2 separate regions of the Mus musculus genome follow, and region 1 is linked to region 2. The links are chromatin contacts, called in public Hi-C maps. All regions are on one chromosome and are shown on one strand. The core of a region is the stretch at or near the end of the contact, and the rest is flanking DNA. Distances in the headings are between cores, read along the strand shown.

Region 1 (6,312 bases), core at 1,972-4,471, about 39 Mb before region 2:
AGTATAGTATAGTATAGTATAGTATAGTATAGTATAGTATAGTATAGTATAGTATAGTATAGTATATAGTATATAGTATATAGTATATAGTATATAATATAGTATAGAGCCAGCATAAGTTCGCAGAATCTCCCAGACACTTAACCAATGACAAAGACACTCATACCCCTAGAGATAGAGCCAATCAATCAAGGGAAAGAAGTTAAGAGTCATCCTCTCCTACCTTAATAGGATTTACATTTGACACTGCAAAGCCCTTACTTTTGTCTTCCATCCTGATGTATGGTGGAACCCTGCATGCAGGTTCTTTGCAGAATAAACACTCTTTCCTGTTGCACACTATTTGAGTCTGGAGTATCATTCTTCACAAATCAAAGACTCTTACATTCTATATGTAGAATCAACTAAAACCAAAGCTCCCGGACACTCCTGCGGGATTATCTTAATCAGATCATTTGAAGAAGGAAGACTCATCCTAAATCTCATCCATACCTCCTGGGGGCAGCCCACATAAAAAGACATGGAGGAGAGAAACTGTTTTTTGTCTTCACCTTCTCCATCAATAGCAGGTTGGTCTATCCTGTTGCTGCCAGTATTGAATCCAACTTCTTGAGGATTCCAACACAGAGTGAAAAACAGCAGCTCTCCAGGAGCCTTCCAGGACTCCCAACACCAGACAGGAATACAGAGACTGCAGTCTCATGGACTGAGGAACAACAGAATTCTTGCCCCTTCCACTGTGAGGCAGCTGTCCTTGGACTATTTTGGTGTTTTAAATAGGTATGCCCACAGAGACCTAATCAATGCTTGGTCCATAGGGAGTGACACTATTAGGAAGTATGACCTAGTTGGAGGAAGTGTGTCATTGTTGGCATCTCCTATGCTCAAGCTATGCCCAGTGTGGCACATAATCTCCTTGGTGCCTGCAGATCAAGATGTAGAACTCTCAACTCCTTCTCTAGCACCATGTCTGCCCAAGTGCCACCATTTTTCCTGTCCATTGTGATAACAGACTAAACTTCTGAAACTGTAAACCAGCCCCAATAAATCTTTTCCTTCATAAGAGTTGCCATGGTCACAGTGTCTCTTCACAGCAATAAAAACCTAACTAAGATAATTATTCATACCACATCTTTTAAGCCAGCCTGATACATCTCTTATTATATATTCATTCTATCAAAACTGCTCTTTTAGAAACTCTAATACACAGTGAGGACCAGCTCTAGAATTTTATTATTCCCTTTGCTTTATTGATATTGTTGTTGCTGGTTTGATTTGCCTTGTTTTCTTTCTGCTTTTGACATGGTCTTGCTATGTAGCCTTGGCTGGCTTGAAACTCACTCTGTATACCAGGCTAGCCTCAAACTCTTAGAGAGCTATCTGCCTCTGCTTCCCAAGTACTAGTATTAAAAGCTCACTACGTAGCCTTGGCTGGCTGAGAACTGACTATATAGATCAGGCTGGCCTTGAACACTTGAACACAGGTCTGCCTCTTAAATTATGGGATTAAAGTGCCTAGCCCAGGATTTTTATTTTGTTTACACCCTGTGGGGGTTTGAATAAAAATGGCCCACATAGACTCACAGGAATTAGGAGGTGTGGCTTTGTTGAGGTAGACTTGGTGCAGTGGAAGGAAGTGTGTCACTGAGGTGGGCTTCTCAGATGCCCACGCCTGGCCAGTGTTTGAACGTCTTCTCCTGCTGTCTGTGGATCTAGATATAGAATTCTCAACTCCTTCTCTAGCCCCCCTACTACTTAGATGCCATAAAACTCCCCACCATGAATTCCACCATCACAATAATGGAATAAACCTCTGTTGTAAGCCAATTAGATTGGCTGTTTGTTTGTTCATTTGTTTGTTTGTTTGAATATAACAATTGCTGTAGTCATGGTGTCACTTTATAGCAGGAGAAACGCTAACAAAGTCATACTATCTCTAGGAAAAGGCTGAAAGCTCAATCACCCTAAAATTATAATAAAGAAGCAGAGCTTACTGCCCCAGGCATTTGATGCCAGCCCCTAGGAAGCAGAGCCAGGCAGATCTCTGTGAGTTCAAGACCAGCCTGGTCTACATAGTAAGTTCCAGGCCAGCCAGGGCTACATAGTGAGACCTTGTCCCTGTTTAAAAAATAAACAAAATTCTTGGAGAAGCCAGGCCTGGTTTACAAAATACTTTGAAATATAAAGATGATGTTGTTTTAGGAAGAGCTTTCCAATCACATTAGCATGCTCTTTAACACTTACCTTTTGGTAACACTGAAAATCAAAGACTAAGGAAACAGTATAATTGAGGCCAGTGCTCTAAACTCGTTACAGATTTCACATTCCAACCCTGAAAGTATCATAAATACAACTTGCTTCTTTTTTTTTTAATTTTTTAATTAATTAATTAATTTATTTATTTTCGGAGACAGGGTTTCTCTGTATAGCCCTGGCTGTCCTGGAACTCACTTTGTAGACCAGGCTGGCCTCGAACTCAGAAATCCACCTGCCTCTGCCTCCAGAGTGCTGGGATTAAAGGCATGTGCCACCACGCCAGGCAACTTGCTTCTTTTCTTTTTTCACCTTCCTCTCTCTCTCTCTCTCTCTCTCTCTCTCTCTCTCTCTCTCTTTCAAGACAGGGGCTCATTATGTAGCTCTGGATGTCTTGGAACACACAGTGCCAGTCTCAGCCTCCAAAATATTTGGAGTAAAGGCAGACACCACCATGTTGGGCCTCCAATTTACTTCTCACTGTCCTTACAACATATCATTTATAATCAGATAGTCTTCCATTCACTTGAATTTAAAATCTTGGAACTTAATAGATACTAAACATTTTGTCACTTTCCCCTCTTCTCCCAAACAGACTTTTGGTAAAGCTTCTGTCAAAAATCTGAAAGGGATCGCTACTTTTTTTATTATTTTCAGGCAAGGTATTATATAGTAAGCCTCTGCGGTAGTTTCATAGTATGTATCTTAGTGTTAAGCTTTTACACTGAAAAAAAAAAAAAAGAAAGAAAAGCTACGGTGTCTACTAAGAGCTACTTTTTATGGCTTTAGAAGATGAGTAGTGTTAGAATAAGAAGCATGCCTCGAAAACCTAGCTCTCAAAAGTGTCTCTAGTGTGACCTCCTATCCGAACGAACTACAATTCCCGTCATGCACTGCGGTCCAACTACAACTCATTTCCGTCCGCGCTGCCAGAGCATGCTGGACTTTGTAGTTCACTCGGACTCACATGTTCTTTTCTCGTGTTCTTTGTAAGGAATGACAGTGTTACTAGCTGGATTGCTTTGACTCAAGGTGTTACTATACCGCATTATCATTAATCGTATCACATACCTGCCAATTCACTACCAGTTTTTCACTAATTTCTCGCGCTACTTTCACCCGGGAAAGGGAACTGACGCTCTTCCGGTATGATGGCGGCGCGGTGGAGCTTTAGGTAATTACGGAACTCTGAAGACTCGGGATAGACTAGGAGCCAGAGTGGGGGCGGCGGGTTGCTAGGTCGCGTGGAGAGGGCAGGGACTTGCGAGTGGGCGCTTGCCCGGTGGGCCTTGCTTTCCTCATGTGGCTGCGCCGTCTCCACCGGCGGCCCGCGAGGTGCCGTGTGAGCCGGCTGGGCCTAGCGCCGGCGGCGGGGCGTGCGTGTCTGGGCCTTGGTCTGGGTTGTCGGTGAACACCTCTCCTGGGAGCACCCTGGGTCGCGTCCCCAGTCGGCGTCCCGGGGCTGGCATTAATAAATTCTGGTAACGCGTTTGCCTCATTCCAGCTTATCCCAGTAGCCAATTCTATTACATTTTCATTTATGGATCGTTTTCATTGACTTGACTGAACCCCTGTCATGTTTAGCCCTAGTGATCCATGTTTCGCATCTTCTGTGTTTAGGTCGCATACGTAGTTAACCTTAACTCTAAAAGCCTCTACTATTTGCAACTTCCAAACATGGGTTTGCAGTTCCTGCCCCTAGCGAGCTGCAGGCCCTACAGTACAAACAGCACTGTGCCAGCTGTTTGACCTGCTCTAAATGCAAGACTTTTTTGATACATTGTAGCCACTTAACTCGCCCCCCCGCCCCCCGGAAGAATAATTTGGGGAAAGGTATTAATAGAAACAGTAACTGAGCCCCGGCAAGCCGTTGGTGAGTTTGCCCAGTGGTTAAAAGCACTCTTTCAGAGGGATCTAGGTTCGATCCAAGCACCCACAAGATGGATCACAACAAATTATAATATCAGATTCAGGGGACTGGATACCTGCTTGCTGATAGCCACTTGCACCAGCAACTTGAACTGTCCCTATATGTATATGAAGGCAAAAAAGATCCATACATGTGAAAATGAGCTACCTTTTCTGTTAATTGTGCTCTGTATTTAAACTGCCTTTTGTTTATTTATTTTTCCTGTTCTCTGTGTAGTCTTGACTGTCTTGGAACTCACTCCTTAGAGCAGGCTGACCTCAAATTTAAAGAGTTCTGCCTGCCTCTGCTTTCTGAGTGCTGGGATTAAAGGTGTGGGCTAGCCGGGTTTAGACTGGTTATTTTAGTTGAGTCCTACCTTGTTCATGACTGGCCCAGTCAGACTCAGTCTGGAAATAGACCAGTTCCAGAAAGAAGTGATTATCGGTAATACAGCAGATTGGAACTAATGTCTTTGAGGGTTTTTCTGTCAGATTTCCCTTGTTTTCTCTGTAAGTCTGAAATTACTGCAGGAACTCTAGCCAGCTTGAATGTGGTGGACAAGGCTCTCCTTCCCAAGTCCCCGTGTCTTGTTAAAAACCGTTAGATCACATTCCTCAAGCTAGCCCCCAAGATCTGTTCCCTGATCTAACCTGCAGAGATCCAGCTATCAAAGCATTGAAGTCCAACAATCCAAAACCTCTCTGGGGTCAACTAATTGACATGCCCAATTTAAATTAAATACCTCAGCCTAACCCCTCTACCCGCTACGCTAATATTTTCCTATATGTATGTCTTCTCTCTATCCAGAGACAGTCCTTTGTTCCCTTGGGACAAATACCCCTTTACCCTCTCCCTTGTTCCCTTCCCCTTCTCCCTCATCCTAGTGTCCTGTCTTTGTCTCCTGTTTCTTGCCCTTTGTCCTTCTGGGGCAAATAAGTCTCCTTTGTGCAGAGAACACGCTCTTGGAGTGTCTTGAGCCAACTTTGAGGTTCCCTACAATTACGAGCAAGGGAGGCCGATGGAGCACTAAGGATTTCAGAAAACTCTCAGGCTTGTTAACACTTTTTCTTACACCTCCCAAGTAAACATGGGAGAAGACAGTTGAATGCTTACCTCAGCACAAACTTTGAAGACATTTTTTAAAATGTTTTTTTTAAAAAGATAGCACACATGGGCAGGGGAGTGGATTCAAACAAGCCTTTGCCTATCGTGCCATGTTAGTAAATGCCAGTGAACAGAAAGGAAAGAAAGTGTGGGGCATCCTTTTTTAGGAAAAGCTTCAATGATTAAAGAATTGATAACTTAGTAAGCGAGACCCAGAATTAACTGTTTTTAATCTATCTTTGAGCCTAACTCAGTAGTGGCTTAAGCCAGGCAAAGTTCAATACTTCCTCCTTGAAAATTTATCCTGTGGGTGCTCTGAATCACTTTACAAGGGGAGGCTCTTTCTAGATCAGAGCTTCTGTGATGGGTGGTCGAGCTTGGTGTCTAGAGGCTACATGGTAATATTTCCTTTACACCAGAATATGCTCAGAAGAAAAAAGTATACAAACATAACTTCTAATGATATGAAAGGTCATTTCTAACCAATCTGTGCAAGTTAGCAGATTTTGTTGACAAAGCTGGGGACCAGATTTGACTTGTGGAGTGCAGACACAAAGTATGAAGTGAAGATGAAGGCCTATGCTACATTCGGGTCCAGTTACCTCTTGGGCACACAGCATCTACTAGTGCTGCCTTGATGCAGATAATGACAGACAGCTTGGTGGCCCCAAGAATAAGGGGTAGAGGAATATTCTTTATGTGATGTCAAAATAACTTGACTCCTCTTCGGATCTAAGATAATCTAAAGTTACCTTCCTGTAGTGGCTATTCCTGGTTGTCAACTTGACAATATTTGGAATGAACTACAATCCGGAATTGGAAGGCTCACCAGTGACCCTTATCTGGAGGCTTGGAGATCCTTATCTGGATCTTGGTTTGAAGATCTTGAGCCATAGTGGCTATGGATTCCAGAAGATTGAATCTCCGAGTTAAGGAACACACCTTTAATCTGGGCTATGCCTTTCATCTGGGATTAAAGGTGTGGTGGAACACACCTTTAGGATTAAAGGTGTGGTGGAACACACCTTTAATCTGGGCTACACCTT
Region 2 (6,625 bases), core at 2,702-5,201:
CTTTTCTGGTCCAGTCTATTTGGAGTTCTGTAGGCTTCTTGTATGTTCATGGGCATCTCTTTCTTTAGGTTTGGGAAGTTTTCTTCTATTAATTTGTTGAAGATATTTACTGGCCCTTTAAGTTGAAAAATCTTCATTCTCATCTACTCATATTATCCGTAGGTTTGGTCTTCTCCTTGTGTCCTGGATTTCCTGCATGTTTTGAGTTAGGATCCTTTTGCATTTTGCATTTTCTTTGTTTGTTGTGCCCATGTTCTCTATGGAATCTTCTGCACCTGAGATTCTCTCTTCCATCTATTGTATTTCATTGCTGATGCTCACATCTATGGTTCCTGATTTCTTTCCTAGGGTTTCTATCTCCAGAGTTGTCTCACTTTGAGTTTTCTTTATTGTTTCTACTTCCCTTTTTAGGTCTTGGATGGTTTTGTTCAATTCCATTGCCTATTTGGTTGTGTTTTTCTGTAGCTCTTTAAGGGATTTTGTGTTTCCTCTTTAAGGGCTTCTACCTCTTTAGCACTGTTCTCCTGTATTTCTTTAAGTGAGTTATTAATGCCCTTCTTGATGTCCTCTACCAGCATCATGAGATGTGATTTTAAATTTGAGTCTTGCTTTTCAGGTGTGTTGGGTTATCCAGGACTGGCTGAGGTGGGAGTTTCAAATCAGTAGCCCAAAACTCATGATGCATGTTCTGTGGTAGGATCATTGCTATAATTCAGCATTCATGGTATAGGTACTGCGGGTAGCTCATGCCTGTAACCCAGCACTCATGGTGCATGTACTCTGGAAACAAATACCTGCAACTCCAGCACTCACGGTGAATGTACTAAGGAAGACACACACTAGTAATGCACCACTCATGGTCATGTATTATGGGAGGCCCAGACCTGTATCTTAGTGTATGTCCTTTATTAGACTTATATCACTAACCCATCACTCATGGTTCATATACTGTGAGAGGCTCACCAATAATTTAGCAATATGTGTATGTGTCCATGAAGGTTAGGGGGGAATGGCAGCTTCACGCTTGCAGGTTCTTTCCTAGCCACTTCCTTTACATCCCCTCTCTCAGCTACATCTTCACGTGAAAGAAGTAAGGATCAGGGAGAAATGGCTGCCTGCTTTCTACTAATGTGGCCAGCCAGAGACGCTGTCCTCTCCACCTAGCTTAAGGAAAGGAATACCCTCTCCTCCAGATGGCGGAGCCTGTTTACTTCCAACCCAGCAAGAGTTAGCTCCAACTCATTCTGGATGTGGCTCTACCCATGGGCTGGAGCCCCAGGTTCCTAAAGCTTGTCCAGGCCAACAGCTTTCCTCCGCGGGTCTCTCCCCAGCATCGACTCCCTTCCAGGGAGACCTGGAATGCTGCTTCCTGGTCGGCATCCGATCCATGACCAAATCCCTTGTTCAGACGGAGTTTGTTTACAGCAGTCGTTAGTAGTGACTTCTGAAGCAGAAGGATGGGTTGGAACTCATGTAAGCCAGGCTGACCTTGAATTCTGCTCCAGGCTCCAGAATGAGATTTCCTGCATGCCACAGAATGCTAGACTTTTCCTGTGTAGGTTTTGAGGCTGGTTCAAGCTGCGGCACCAGCAACGAATGGTTCATTTCCATAACTGCCATTTGTAGTTACAGCACGTTCCAAGACCATAGGCAGGCCCTTGGCCTTTTAGGAGCTCATAAGCTGATCAGAGATACTAAACACGAACAACAACTAGGAGGTTCTATTGTAAAGGGTGAGGAATAAAACGTTCACTGAAACTATATGTTCTTGGGGTAAATTATTAATACTTTGGGTGTCTTCTCTCTGCAACACAGAAATCTTAAGATTTCTGTAGGGGTTGCAGTTGGGTGTCTATGGAGACCCAGAGTCTTTCCTCTGTAAAAACCATGATCTATAAACTGATCAACCCTCTTTTGGCAACTTCATCTGCATCATCTCTGATCTATGTCCTAAGTATAGGTACTCCTTTTCTTTCCTAAAACAGAAATGGCTCACCTATGTGCCTATGTGTGATCAGAGTGTCATACTCTTATGGTGAGGGTAGAACGCAAAACAGTCTTTGTGACTGCCTGTAATTATCAGAAAGCTCCCACTGACTGCCAAAGAATTTAGAGGTATACACTCACTCTGCTTTCCTTCTGGAAAGACAACCAGGGCAAGGTTGGATCTGCCATGTGCCCAGTATGTATTTGGACAGTGATTACTTCTCTGAAGTAAAGCTCCAGAATGCTTGGATGTGCCTTGGGTCTTTTGGCTTGAAACCTCAAGCCATGCTGGAGGAGTATATTAACAAGAAAAAGTGGAATATCAGATAGTTTACATTGTTGGAACCAACCCTTTTAGACTATAAATTACATTTCTAAATTCTTGTAGGAATGTTTGAATTCTGTTTTTAAGGGGCTAAAGAGATGTCTCAAACAAAACCAAGCAAAGAAAACAAAATTTAAAAATCCAAATAAGTTTGATCATGTTGCATGTTTAAAATCCTACAACAGTTGTCCACTGCATCAAAAGGAAAATAAATCTATGTATTCATTTCTTCCTCTGAGCTCCAGCCACTATGGTATGGCTCTTCCACAAAAGCTCCAAATAAGCTTAGAAATGCATCAGATATCTTCCATACAACTTCCCACCTTCCCAACTTTGCTGTGTTTTTGTTGTTGTTGTGTTTTTTTTTTTTTTTTTGAGACAAGGTCTTCTGGTTGACCTGCAACATGCTACATAGACTAGGCTATCCTAGAACTCACAGTTATCCAGCTGCCTCATCACTGCTGTGGTCAAATATGTGGTACACTATGGTCAGGTTAATTCTGAATCCTGTGTCAACCCATCCTCCTTACTATGCTGGAATGTTTTCCTTAAATTATCACTTTCTAACATGCTCTGAGTAATTTATTATATTTGTCGGTTATCTCTAACAGAATTAAATTGCAAGTTGAGGACAGATTTTTTAATACATTATTTTTTATTATTTTATTTATTTTGACTGCAAATATATTTCTGTACCACATGCACACAGTGCCCAGAAGAAGGTGTCTGATCTCCCGTAACTGGACTTGAAAGCAGCCACGTAGATGCTAGTAATAGAACTTGGATCCTCTGGAAGAACAGCTAGTGCTCTTAACTAATGAGCACTCTTTCCAGCCCCAAGGATAGAGATTTTTGTCTATTGCAGCCATTGGTTATTCTAACTGCCTATAAGTGTATCTGTACTTTGTTGCTATTCAATATAGAGTTGTCAAATGGACCAATGTTAAAGCTATAGTAGGTGTCAAGAACTGTTCTTGGCACTGGGATACGACAAAAAAAAAAAAAAAACCTTTCCGGCCCCCTCCTGGAACTCACCGGATTAAGTCAGTAGCCTGTTTTTCAGTCTAGGATCCATCTTTTCTGTTTCCTTTGAGATTTTGGGGCAAATAACACATGCAAACTTTGCATTCTTACAGTCTTACAAGAATTGAACAGGAGAAAAAAAAAGTGCCAGTATTTGTACAGAATGTGGCATAAGAAATGCTTTATTGTTTGTTTCTTCCCCCACCCACCACCCACCCCACCCCCCAGCCAGAGAACCGGTGGTGTTAAGTTTGTTTCAAATGTTGTCTAGGCCAGGTCTTCAGTAGTCCTGGAAAGGCGGTAACAGTAACTCTTAACTTTAACTGAAGATACTTTACAGGGTAGGAGTGAGAGCCAGGGAATTCTTAGTTAACCACTTCATGGTCTTCCTTAGAAAAAGCCTCATTTGAGGTGAAGTCTGTTGCCAAGGATAGGAAAGGAAGAGCATTTTACTAAAACTACAAATCCCAGCACGCCCCGCGGCAGAGAGCTACGGGTCCCAGTAGGTTTTATCAAAAGGACCTCCGGGTTCTCTTGGAGATAGATCCGTGGCCCGGAATTCCGCCTGAGAGAGAGAGCGGAACGGGTCAGGCTTTTACGTCGCTTCGCAGACGCCACTCACGGATCGGACGTGACGTAAGGAGGGTTCCGGATTCGGCCTCCGCCGCTGCCTCCGCTACTACAGCCGCTGCCGCTGCTGTCGCCGCGGCTTGTTCTTCCTAAAATGGCGCCGCTGGATCTGGACAAGTATGTGGAGATAGCGCGGCAGTGCAAGTACCTTCCCGAGAACGACCTGAAGGTGAGCCGGGCCGGAGGCCGTCCAGCTTGCGAGGCAAGCCCCTTCCGGCTGCGGGGCTCCCGCCGGCCCGCCCTTCTCCCTCGGCGGGATCCCTACCGGGCGCCCGATCCTGGCGCGGCGGAGGGCGCTCCGCGGTGCGAGAGGACCGGGTCCGAGGCGGCGTGACGCGGAGAACCAGGGGAGCCCGGATCCCCCGAATGCTGTCCAGTTCTTTGAGGGGAGATCCCGGGGGATGTCACGATCCCCTGACCCTCACGGGACTCCGAGCTTAAAGACTCTCACTCTAACTCGCTCGGCCTCCCGGAGACGGAGCCGGGCCGAGCGGGTAGTGCTCCCGGGATGGGGTCCTCCCAGCAGAGGTAACAGGAGCCGCTGTCTGCTCCAGGGACGCGGCCGCGGTGTGTTTAAGTCCCTGAGAGGTGGAAGCCGGTGGGCGGGATCGATGCGACCATAATGGGAGAGAATGACAAGTCGCCTCAGCTTCACCACTCCCCTAAATTGCTTCTTAGGAGTGGTAGTTTTCTTCTGATGATTTGGATGTGGATCTCATTTCTTAGCCCGTTGTTGAGCTATTTAAGTGAATAAGCAGTTGCTTATCAATAAGTTCAAATGTTTTTATGACCTCTGAGCTGTTCCCCTGTAACTCAAGGTGTCGTTTTCTTGGTTTTCCAAAGGAGGTCTTACTCAGTTCAGGCTAAGTTAATGCAGTAAAGAAGTAAGCCGTTGGTGTACCACTGTTATCAACCGTATTTTGTTTCTGCAAAAACTAGTGCTTAGGACCACGTTGGTGTTTATCCGATGGTTGCTAATGTCTGTTTTATTCCGTTAACTTTGATTTGCTATGTAGTCAGTCACTCTCGATCATTTGAATTTTTTTTTCATGCTGTTTTTGTAATATTTTTAAGCCACAGGCTTAAAACAATTTTTTCAAGAAAAAAATTGCCTTTTTCCTAACGAATTTTATTTCTCTTGTGAAGATTTTGCTCTGTGTCTGTTTTCTTGTCTCATCTAGTACATGAAGTTTATATTTAAATCAGCCAACAAGTATGCAAAATGTTTAAGACCTCAAGTGTTGGTTGTGTGAAAGTACATAGCTTGTAACTTACATACTGACTGCCTGTGTTACATGATTGGTGTTCATATTCAGCCACCTGAATCAGGCATTTGCCTTGTCTTCCTGCTTGGTAATTTTGTTTTGTCTTGTTTTTGCTTTCTTCCTGAGATAAGATCTTAATATAGTTCTTGCTGGGGCTGGAGAGATATCTCAATGGTTAAGAGCACTTGGCTGCTCTTCCAGAGGACCTGGAAATTCTGTTCCCAGCAAGGGCATGATAGTTTGTAACATCCTGTCACTCCAGTTCCAAGGAATCTGATGCCCTCTTCTGGTCTTCATAGGCACCAGGTACACATGTGTTCCACAGACATGTGTGCAAGCAAAGCAGCCATACACATAAAATAAAAACAAATCTTTAAAAAAAGTTCATGGTGGCCTCCAACCCAGTATGTACCTGAGGATGGCCTTGAACTCCTGACCCTCTTGCTTCTACTTCCCAACTGCTGGACCCTAACCAACATGCCTGGCTTTTTCTTTCCGTTCCTTTTTTTTTTTTTTTAATAAGATTTATTTTTAATTAGTTGGGGGGGGGCGGTTATGTGCACATTTTGCCTTTGTAAGCCAGGGGCACCAGGTCACCTGGAGCTGGAGGTACAGGCAGTTGTGAACCAAAAGATGTGGGTGATAGAAACTGAACTCGGGTCCTCTGTACAATCTTAACTGAGGAGCAATCTCTCCAGATCTTAGATATAGATATTTTGATACAGGGCATCATGTAGCCCAAGCTTGCCTTAAACCCCTGGTTCTCCGGCTTCCACCTTAATAGTGGTTTGTTTTATTTTATTGTGGTGTGAGGGTTGAGCTGAATTTTTTAAAAGATTTAGTTGTTTTTTATTTATGTAGATGTATGTGTACCTGTGTGAATTTATGTGCCCCATGTGTATGCTGGTGCTGGCAGAGGCAGAGAGCAATCCTAGGCTCCTGAAGTTGGATTTATAGGTGGTTTGAGCTACCTGATATTTGTGCTGGGAATTGAACCTGAGTCTTCTGCAAGAGCACTAAACTCTTTAAATTGCTGAGCCTGTTGTGTGCTTTTTAAATTAATTAAGTAATTATTTTGCTTTGTTTATCGAAACAGGGTTTCTCTGTGTAGCCCTGGGTCAAAGTCACTATAGGCATGGCTGGCCTTGAACTCAGAGATCCTCCATGTGTCTTTGGGATATGGGTATATGAGTGCAGATGCCTTCAAAGCCAGAGGCATTAGAGGCTGTAGTTACAAGCTGGAGGCTCTCTGAAGCTGTAGTTACAAGCAGTTATAAGCAGCCTGGCATGAGTGCTGGGAATAGAGTGTAGGTCCTCTGCAAAAGAATCATATGTGCTTTTAACTGCTGTGTCATTTCTCCAGCCCCACATTTATCTGTTTCTTACTAGACTGCCC

The links. A called contact is a pair of places that touch in the nucleus more often than the background predicts.
Region 1: a Hi-C map of uterus shows a contact between it and region 2, with 4 times the contacts expected there. The contact joins the promoter of Cwc22 here to the promoter of Ppp6c in region 2. A contact is called at or near these places in 1 of 39 promoter capture datasets (cranial neural crest) and 1 of 484 Hi-C or Micro-C datasets (uterus).

The regions. Positions count from the first base shown.
Region 1 is chr2:77,943,265-77,949,576 of GRCm38.p6, reverse strand. Cwc22 (CWC22 spliceosome-associated protein) reads left to right here and starts at 3,221. Exons shown (of 20, transcript NM_001362658.1): 1 at 3,221-3,427.
Region 2 is chr2:39,223,675-39,230,299 of GRCm38.p6, reverse strand. Ppp6c (protein phosphatase 6, catalytic subunit) reads left to right here and starts at 3,951. Exons shown (of 7, transcript NM_024209.3): 1 at 3,951-4,133. The coding sequence starts at 4,059.